3 separate regions of the Mus musculus genome follow, and regions 1 and 2 are each linked to region 3. A link is a contact called in public Hi-C and promoter capture Hi-C data. All regions are on one chromosome and are shown on one strand. Each heading gives the region's core, a stretch centred on a gene start, on an enhancer-like site or on the middle of the called end of the contact. The rest is flanking DNA. Distances are from core to core; before and after follow the strand shown. Region 1 overlaps Tprg (transformation related protein 63 regulated). Region 2 overlaps Lpp (LIM domain containing preferred translocation partner in lipoma). Region 3 holds the start of Lppos (LIM domain containing preferred translocation partner in lipoma, opposite strand).

Region 1 (2,700 bases), core at 10-2,509, 960 kb after region 3:
ATTAAAAAAAAAAACCACTCAGGAAATAAATTCTCCTAAGTTTTTCTTCTTTTCACCTTAGAAAATGTCATCCAGATTTTTCAGCTTGTGATTTCCCAGCACTAGGGTTCTTACCAGACTGTAGAAAATGACACGTGTTAGGAGAAGCTTCTGCCAGGGCATGGAAGAGGTGCCAGGGACTCTTTTCCTTAGCCCTGTGGGCAGTGGGTAAGGAATCGTTAGACCACAGTTTACTTCTGTGGCTCTGAGTTACCTTTCTCTGGTCACATCATACCACTGGGTGCCATGCTGTTCTTCCTTGTATGTGTTCCTTCTCATAGTACAGAGCTGTGTGTGTCGGGGCAGGAAGATCTTCTCAGGATTCCTCATGAGGAGCCCAGAGCCCAGTGTGTGACTGATGGCACAGGGTAGTGGAGAAACACAGGGGGGAATCACAAGCAGCCAGGGTTAGAGACCTGGGAACAGGGAAGGTTTGTGGTATTGGATTTTTATTAGAAACCGTGTTTCTTTTGAGGGTCTCCCATTTTAAACAAACTGGAGTGGCTTAGGGAAAAAACTAACCAAATGACTGAAAGAAATGTATGTGGGTGATGTAGCTAAACATTTCGCAAGACTCCACTTAACTCAGGGTGCATATGCTTTGCTCCAGTGCCATGCAGTTTTCATCTGTTTGTGTTTGAACAGCAAACCCAAATTGGATGCTCTTCAGGCTCCAGAGCCTAGTGGATGCTCAAGGAATGTGTGAGGAATGAACGATGCAGTGTTTCCTCTCTAGGTTGCTGACTCTGGGCTAGCCAGGATGCTGTCTTCCTCTTCTCTTCAAGGGCTTGGGCGACATACTTGATTTGACTTGTAGATCACAGATAATAACTTTATTAAGCATCAGGGTACATAGAGAAATGCCTGTATTAAGTTATAGATATACCCCATCTCTTTCTCTGTACACATATGCACACGTGTGCACGTATACATATATTCACACACATACATATACACACACATACATACATGCAGGGAGGGAGAGAGAGAAAAAGAGAGAGACCATTAGAAGAAAATTTTCTTCAGAAGATCATTTACAAACAACAAATTGATTTCCTAGTCTCAAAAGACCAAATCAGAGACTCAAGTATCACTGGGCACAGGTCTGGGCTGCAGGAGGGGTACCTGGGATGACCTGAGTCACTGGATAACTGCCCTGGAAACTTGCAGGATTAATATGGCCTGTCATTGCTAGTTCGCTGTTGCCCTCTGCTGGTGAATCTCTTCATCTCAGGAAGCTGGAGCTGGAGATCTCAGATGGTCTCTTAAACTGGTCCTGGAGGCTCCTTTCAACCAGCCAGAGATGAAGGGGATACTGGTGCTGAGGAACAGTGGCAAACAGGAAGTAATGCCCCGGGAGGGTTATGTGTCAAAGGGAGATAGGTCACGTGTTTCTGTTGTTTGTGTTTGTTGAGACCTTGCTGGGTTCAGTACAGAGACCCAGGAATAAATGAGGTGTTGATTCTGCAATAGAGGAAAGACTACTCAATACACAAGGTGAGCAATTGGATCAGCATATAAATAAACTGTCAACCAGAGACAATTATGACTATGGCCATAGGAGAGGTACTGAAGACAGTGTTTGTGATGAAATGACATCCACTTGGGGACAAGGGTCCATGCAACAGGCAGCATATCAACTGGGAACTTGAAGGATAGTTTGTGTTTTCTATCTTTGAATTCAACATTTATTAGTAATTAATATGCATTGATGTTTTGCCTGCATGTATATCTTTGTGAGGGTGTCAGATCCCCCCGAATTGGAGTTAAAGACAGGTGTGAGCTGCCATACGGTTAGGTTACTGGGAACTGAACCCTGGTACCCTGGAAGAGTAACCAGTGTTCTTAACCATTGAGCTGTCTCTCTAGCTCATTAATTCAATTGCCTTAATTTTTATTTTATTTGAAAATTATTTGAGGATTTTATAAATGAGCACACCATATTTACATCATTTCCAGCCCCCCCCCTCTCCGCCCCGCCAACTCCTTACATGTTCCTCCAATCCTTCCCTCTCAAATTAATGAACTGTTCAGGTGAGTGAGTGTGTGTGTGTGTGTGCAGAGGGGGCAGGGATGAAGGAAGCCTATTAATGCTGTCTGTATGTGGATGTGTTTAAGCTGACTTCTTAGGATTAAGATCTTCTTCCTCCCTCAGCATCCATTCTGTGACTCTTCATCCCTTTATATTGGGTCTCACCTGGTGAGGCCCATGCAGGTCTTCTGTGTTAGCCTCCCTCCCTCCTCTCCATCCTGTTAGCCTCTCTCCCTCCTCTCCATCCTGTTAGCCTCTCTCCCTCCTCTCCATCCTCTGCTAGCCTCCCTCCATCCCTCCTCTCCAGTTAAGACCTCCTCCAGTTTTCCCACTCCCCATTCATAGCACCTGAGTCCTTCTATCCCTTTCCCTAGAGTTCCTCACCCCCAGTAATCCTGTTCTTCTCTCCTGGCTTCTATTGTTGGTCCAGGTTATGTGCTCAGACCCAAAATCCAGAGCCAGGATTCACATATAAGAAAGAATATGTAGTGTTTGTCTTCCTGGGTCTAGGTTATCCCACTCAGTATAATGTTTTGGAATTCCTTCCCTTTACCTAAAATTTTAATTTCTCAATAGGTAAATAGATTTCCATTGTACATATCTACCACATTGTCATTATCCATCCATTG
Region 2 (2,700 bases), core at 25-2,524, 570 kb after region 3:
GTAGCCCAGCTCTTCAGCACGTGTCACAAAGGATGATGGAGTACATTTTGCTGTATCCCTCTTTGTAGATTTCATGTAAAGAGGTAACACTCTATGCAGGTCACTGCCTTAAAGAATACAGGACCGCTGTGTGAAAGGGCAGAAGAATGGAGAAAACAGTAACAGAGGTAACAGCTGTACGCCCTTGACCTTTGGAAAGGAAAATCTCAGAGCAGAGGTCCCAATTAATGAAGAGCAAGAACACAGAGAAGTTTGGGTTGGTTTCTGAGCGAAGACTGGAGAATGGGATACCTGTCTGCAAAGGGAAGGTCCCATAGGGATCCAGAAGGACCAAACTGTCCACTTAGAGCTGGCCTTCGAAAGCCTTCCCTCGTGTCAGAGCACAGACACTCAGAATGATCTCTTGAGCAATCTCCTCTATACTTTCTTTCCTTTGATAGTAAACACACCGTCTCTGTTAAAATCTGCTTCCCAGCTAAAACTGAACACAGACTCCAAACCACCAAATCACTTTGGACTTTTCTTTTCTTACACCCCACCAACAACTGGGATGGCATGCATTTGAACAAACCAAAAGTGATTTCGCTCTTCTAGTTTTCAGAGCTTTTTGGCTAAATGCAGAGTGAGAAATTCATACCTTTTTCAAACAGTGTGGGTTCTTTTTCCCAGTTCCTCTCATCCATCTGGTTCTCTGGAGGTCTTGGAATCCAGGAAAGTGTTAGTTCACTGTGCTGAAATCCAAAAAAGACTGCTAAACTGTGAAAGAAAATTTGCATTCCAGAGACACCAAAGGAGTTAGTCCACAACTCTGTGCAGCAAGGAGCAAACATCTGTATGTTCTGCCTCCTTTGTCTTTGAGGCAGTTGGAAAACCCTGTAGCATGGAAGAAACCCTGCATTCACTGAGCCTTTCCTACCTAGCTCATCTAAATGTAGTGCAGAGTACAGAAAGAAGAACCAAAACGTGTTAGTATTTTATTTCTAGTGTCAAAAATTATTACAGGCGAGATACCGTTTAGGAGAACAGCAAATCGCTCTGCAGCCTGTTGAGATTCCATTCCCGTGAATGGGTTCCTCAGCCGGGTGTGTGGCTCTCCCATCAGCGGGCCTGTACTCAATAGGAAACCACAATCACAGCCCTGACACTGGCATGTCACCGTGACCTTTCTAAGCCCAAGTGCTGCCTTTTTGTCTTCCATTGGCAGAAGTGTAATTAGAAGGACTTGTTTTCAACAGAAGCCAAGTGATTGCCAAATGTGCTCAAATGATCTCTAGAGGATCAGAGGTAGCTCACCGCCCTCTGGCTGTTCCCACTGCCACTCCCAAGAGTTAGAGGCTTAACTCTAACTCTTTTGAAAGAGATCAAGTTTGGTTCAAAGAAGCTTCTCTGTCACATGCATATGAACAAGGAGAAATCTTCCATGACCCTGGTGGTTGGCTCAGACCTCTCATGGCTGTAGTGTAGGAAATAATTGCAATCTACACATCAGGAAGAAAATAAGCACCACGCAGTCCTGGGTTTCAGAAAACAGGCACGTGAGCAGAATGGTACTAAGAACATTTCTAGTCTCTGCTCGCATATCATGATTCTAATGGATGATTCAGGGTGGTTTAATTCTGATCTGCAATGTGCACACAGGTGGTCATTACTGTGTATACACATAGCTGGAAAGAGCTTTGCTTAAACTCACATTTTAGAATGTTCCCCTAGATGGGTCAATTACCATTGATAATCAGATGGCGTTAAGCAAAAGGGTGTTGCCCTACTGACTGTGTGTATGAATAATTTCAGATCATTTATGCTCTTAGGGGAGGTTTTAACATTTTTTTGAGAGATACCCTCTTGCTGAGATGAAAACAATTAATCCTAAGACTAAAACACACCTAAGATGTTACTTTATTTAATGCAGTTCATTTTCTTCTCCATACAACAAATACTTTTTGCAGGCCTGTTATGATTGCATGCTGTTATAGAGGCTGATAACGTATTAGTCTTCAATGCCTAGAAACAAATAATGATACAGGCTGCCACTGGCAAGAATGATGAGAGGTGGGCCTTAGACAGCATGACATGAGAATCAGTGTCTGAGGTCCAGGCCAGACCCTCCTTTTCCATCACTGTGTATTCATTTTCTGCTCTCAAAGGCAGAGGTGCAGCACAGAAGCAATGAACAGTGGCTTTTCACTTGTGTTCATCTGGTCTTCTTGAACCATTTGCCACCACAAGTTTGGCACTTCGGAAGGCACCCAGTGATTGGATTGGGGCTAGGGAACACAGACGAAAGGATGTCATTAGGGTCCTGGATGTGACATCTTCATCAATGAGAGTAATACTGGGAAAAAACATCTTCCTAGTGACAGCATCCTGCTAAATAATGTGAAAAGGGACAAGAAGCCCCAAATTATATATTTGTGAGGTGTTCTGGGACGGCAGGATGCTAATGATGAGCCAAGGCATTTTGTGGGATGGCCACTACAGGGAGCTAGAAGAAACTTACTGATTAGCAGTAAGTGTGAACTAGAGAAAATCTTGTTTGCCTTTGGTGTAGAAGTCATAGATTCAAATCCTGATCACCTTAAGATGTGTAGCATAGAAATTCTCCATTCTGCCTCCCCTGCTGACTGCTCTGGAGATATCTGAGGTCTTGTGCATGCACAGTTAATGCCCATGTCTGGTGCTAGATTTTCTTTGGTGGAGATA
Region 3 (2,700 bases), core at 131-2,630:
TTATTAGCATGGGTTGAAGTTGTTTGGGAGACTGGGGTAAAGCAAAGGATACAGGATAGAAACACCCACACCCCCACCCACACACCCACACCCAAATCTGTGTTTTTGGTTAGTTTGTGACAGTGTCTATGTAAACCTCTCTTGTGCCGGGATGAAAAGCGTTCACTACTGAGGGCCAGAGGGCTTCCAGTGTCTCCTAGCCGGAATCTTAACCTAGTAAAAGGGGTTCTCATCGTTGCTCACTTTTACAAATATCAAACACAAAATATCCAAACCCAACCTTCCAAGAACAGGCTTGTCTTTATTCAAACCAGTTCACCCAGTTCGTGTATTTTCTTTTTTTAAGCTGTAAGAACAGAGCAAGCTTTCTGGTTGGTTTTCCGGCAGGGCAGGGTTGGGAAGCAAAAGTTAAACTCCAAAGGTTCTTGTCTTTGAACAAAGGACAGGAAGTTGCCCTGAAGCACTCGATTGCCATTGTTTCTCAAGGCTTGTCAACCACAACCTTCCAGGAACTGGGGTTAGTCACTTCAGTGGGTCAAGTCATCTGCCTAGCTCTAACTTGGGTCTAAGCTCACAGTTAGAGGCCGGGTCGTGCCTGGAGGCGGAAACCCAGCTAAGAGTAGAATACTGGCTCCTCTCCACGGGGCAGGACTGGGTCAGGTCCCAGCTTCGGAGCTCTCCTGTGCGAAGGGAACTGAAGTTGCTCTCTACCATCCCGGACTTCTGAGTCCTGCTGGAGTCCTGGGCGGGGCTCCGACGAGGCTCTTAGGGTGGGGGGTGGGGTGTTCCATGGCAGGATCTCTTTGCTCAAGCTCAGCTTTCCAATCTGTCGTCTGCAGAACAGACCCGAGTTGTGCCGGTTTCTCGACTTCCTCCTGCATCTCCTTCCTCTTCCTCCAGTGGAGGCAGATCCCTCTTTTCCTTCCTCTTCCCATGCTCCCTGTACCCCCTCCTCCCCCCGCGTCCCCTCCTCCAGGAAGTGCATTGCCCAGGGTCACCCACCTCGAGCCGCCGCTGCCCCCCGCGCCCCCTCCCCGTCCGGCTAGTGCGGCGGCCCGCGGGCACACGCCTCCCCATACCTTACATGGACAAATGCGTGCAGGCAAAGTCAGGAATTCAGGCCCCTGACGTCAGCCTCCAGCGCTCAGGGCACCGCACGGGAGACCGCGGGGAGGGGGTGGGGAGGAAGGAGGGGGAGAGCACCAACCAGCAGCCACTCCCGGCCTGCTGCTGAAGTTTCACTTTTTGTCTGTGGGTTCGCTCCCGGGGCCCGCTCGAGCTTTCCCGGGATAAGTAGCGTTAGCGGCGGGGGAGAGCCGGCCGCTGCAAGGTAAGGGCCGGCAGCGGGGCCGGGCACCGGGGAGGACGCGGGCCGGGCGGAGCGGGCCGCTGCGGGCCGCGGGCCGGGCCGGGACAATGGGAGGGGGAGTGCCCGGCACCTCCTCCTCCGCCCGAGCCTCCGCCTCCAGCCGTCGCGGCCGCCGCTGCCCGGTCCACCTCCTCCCCCAGGTATCGTAGCGAAGGCTTCCTCCCGCAGCCTCGGCCCGCGGGCGCCGCTCGACCCCCCGACCCCCCGGGGGACGGGCCGCTGAGGGTGGTGGGGAGCGCGGGGCGCCCTGCTCCGCCCCGCCCGCCGCGGAAGTGCGGGTCCCCGGCCGGGAAGCGGGGGTGCACGCCGTGGGGGAGGGGCGGATGCGGGAGTCCCCAGCGCGCCCCCGGCCCGGGCCTTTCTGGGTGCCCAGGGGGCGGGGCCGCGCCCGGTGGCTTCGAGCTTTCGTGGAATCCCAGTTGTCACCGCGGAAAGGGCCTAGGGACCCAGTGACTCGGAGTCTTCCCATTTTACAGTCAGGGCAGGCGAGGCAAAGAGAGGCAGGCTTTCCTGGAAGTCATCCCTGGAAGGTGGAGCCAGGTTAAGATCGGTGGCTCCGGACCTCTGCTCCCCTGCTGCCTTTTTAAAATTTTTTAAAAAATTTATTAATTAATTTATCTTTTTGTAAGCGGTTGTGGAGTCTCCACTGCTTTTAAGCACTGTAGGTTACAGAGGCCAAACTTTGCCCTCTGGGAGCGCTCACTGGAACGCAGGAGCCTAACCTGACTCAAAGTAGGAAGGGCCAAATCCTGGAGAGAACGCAAAGATCAGGTTTTTTTATGGGAGTTCGCGGAAGGACTTTTCTTATTTTGGCCTCCATGGCCGGACCCGAAATCCCAGAGGGGCCTGTGATTGACTCCTTTGAAGGATAGGGAGTTTTCTTAAGTAAAAAAGGCGAGGCCTTTCGTGTCAGGGAGGCAGCTGCAGACCAGAGAAGGCTAAATAAGGGTGGGGAGTGGGCGTGGGTGGAATTGTGTTCGTGGCTTGGGGTGGGAGTATGACAGGAGACCGTGTCAGTGGAGTTGTGGCTTGGGTACTTGGACAGGGCAGTGTAAACTGTTTCTGGCCTTCTTTCTCTTTAGGAAGGGGGTCCACTGCTTCCCCTCCCCCACAAGGAAGGCCTGGCAAGAGCTCTCCGCGGATCCTTTCTGGGACTCTCCTGTTTCTATACACTCCCTTTGCAAACTTGCCTCTGCAGTAAAACTTTTTCTCAAAGATGTTAGTGACTTAATGGTTCACTGTTTTCACTATTCCCGGCACAAGCGAGTTTTCAGACAAGCTTTAGGGGAAGAGGGAAAGTGTACAGGGCTACTGTAGAGTGTGTCAACCTC

The links. Promoter capture Hi-C pulls out the DNA fragments that hold promoters and counts their contacts. A called contact is a pair of places that touch in the nucleus more often than the background predicts.
Region 1: a contact with region 3 is called in a Hi-C map of neural stem cells, with 4 times the contacts expected there. The contact joins the enhancer-like site here to the promoter of Lppos in region 3. A contact is called at or near these places in 9 of 39 promoter capture datasets (the 3T3-L1 cell line, 3T3-L1-derived adipocytes, embryonic stem cells and 5 more), 2 of 15 datasets of contacts at CTCF or cohesin (large pre-B cells and pro-B cells), 3 of 484 Hi-C or Micro-C datasets (cerebellar granule neurons, neural stem cells and olfactory sensory neurons), 6 of 115 datasets of contacts at active chromatin or transcription factors (the NIH/3T3 cell line, embryonic stem cells, forebrain and 3 more) and 1 of 9 other capture datasets (embryonic stem cells).
Region 2: a promoter capture Hi-C map of liver shows a contact between it and region 3, with 4 times the contacts expected there. The contact joins the enhancer-like site here to the promoter of Lppos in region 3. A contact is called at or near these places in 10 of 39 promoter capture datasets (the 3T3-L1 cell line, 3T3-L1-derived adipocytes, the C10 cell line and 5 more), 1 of 15 datasets of contacts at CTCF or cohesin (pro-B cells), 4 of 484 Hi-C or Micro-C datasets (bone marrow-derived macrophages, cerebral cortex, liver and 1 more) and 13 of 115 datasets of contacts at active chromatin or transcription factors (bone marrow-derived macrophages, craniofacial prominence, embryonic forebrain and 6 more).

Annotation. Positions count from the first base shown.
Region 1 is chr16:25,348,567-25,351,266 of GRCm38.p6, forward strand. All of the region lies in intron 3 of Tprg (transformation related protein 63 regulated), which reads left to right. Among named protein-coding and RNA genes, the nearest start is that of Tprg, 63 kb to the left of the region's middle. Within about 2 kb of position 1,260, at least 3 of the 459 cell types and tissues checked have an H3K27ac peak or open chromatin away from gene starts, as enhancers often do. A contact at or near this core is called in neural stem cells, where this site is marked.
Region 2 is chr16:24,960,402-24,963,101 of GRCm38.p6, forward strand. The region is part of intron 10 of Lpp (LIM domain containing preferred translocation partner in lipoma); the gene reads left to right. Among named protein-coding and RNA genes, the nearest start is that of Gm52245, 20 kb to the left of the region's middle. Within about 2 kb of position 1,275, at least 40 of the 459 cell types and tissues checked have an H3K27ac peak or open chromatin away from gene starts, as enhancers often do. A contact at or near this core is called in the SN4741 cell line, bone marrow-derived macrophages and liver, where this site is marked.
Region 3 is chr16:24,392,275-24,394,974 of GRCm38.p6, forward strand. Lppos (LIM domain containing preferred translocation partner in lipoma, opposite strand) reads right to left here and starts at 1,381. Exons shown (of 2, transcript NR_037954.1): 1 at 1,080-1,381; 2 at 282-833. Lpp (LIM domain containing preferred translocation partner in lipoma) reads left to right here and starts at 1,076. Exons shown (of 13, transcript NM_178665.5): 1 at 1,076-1,330.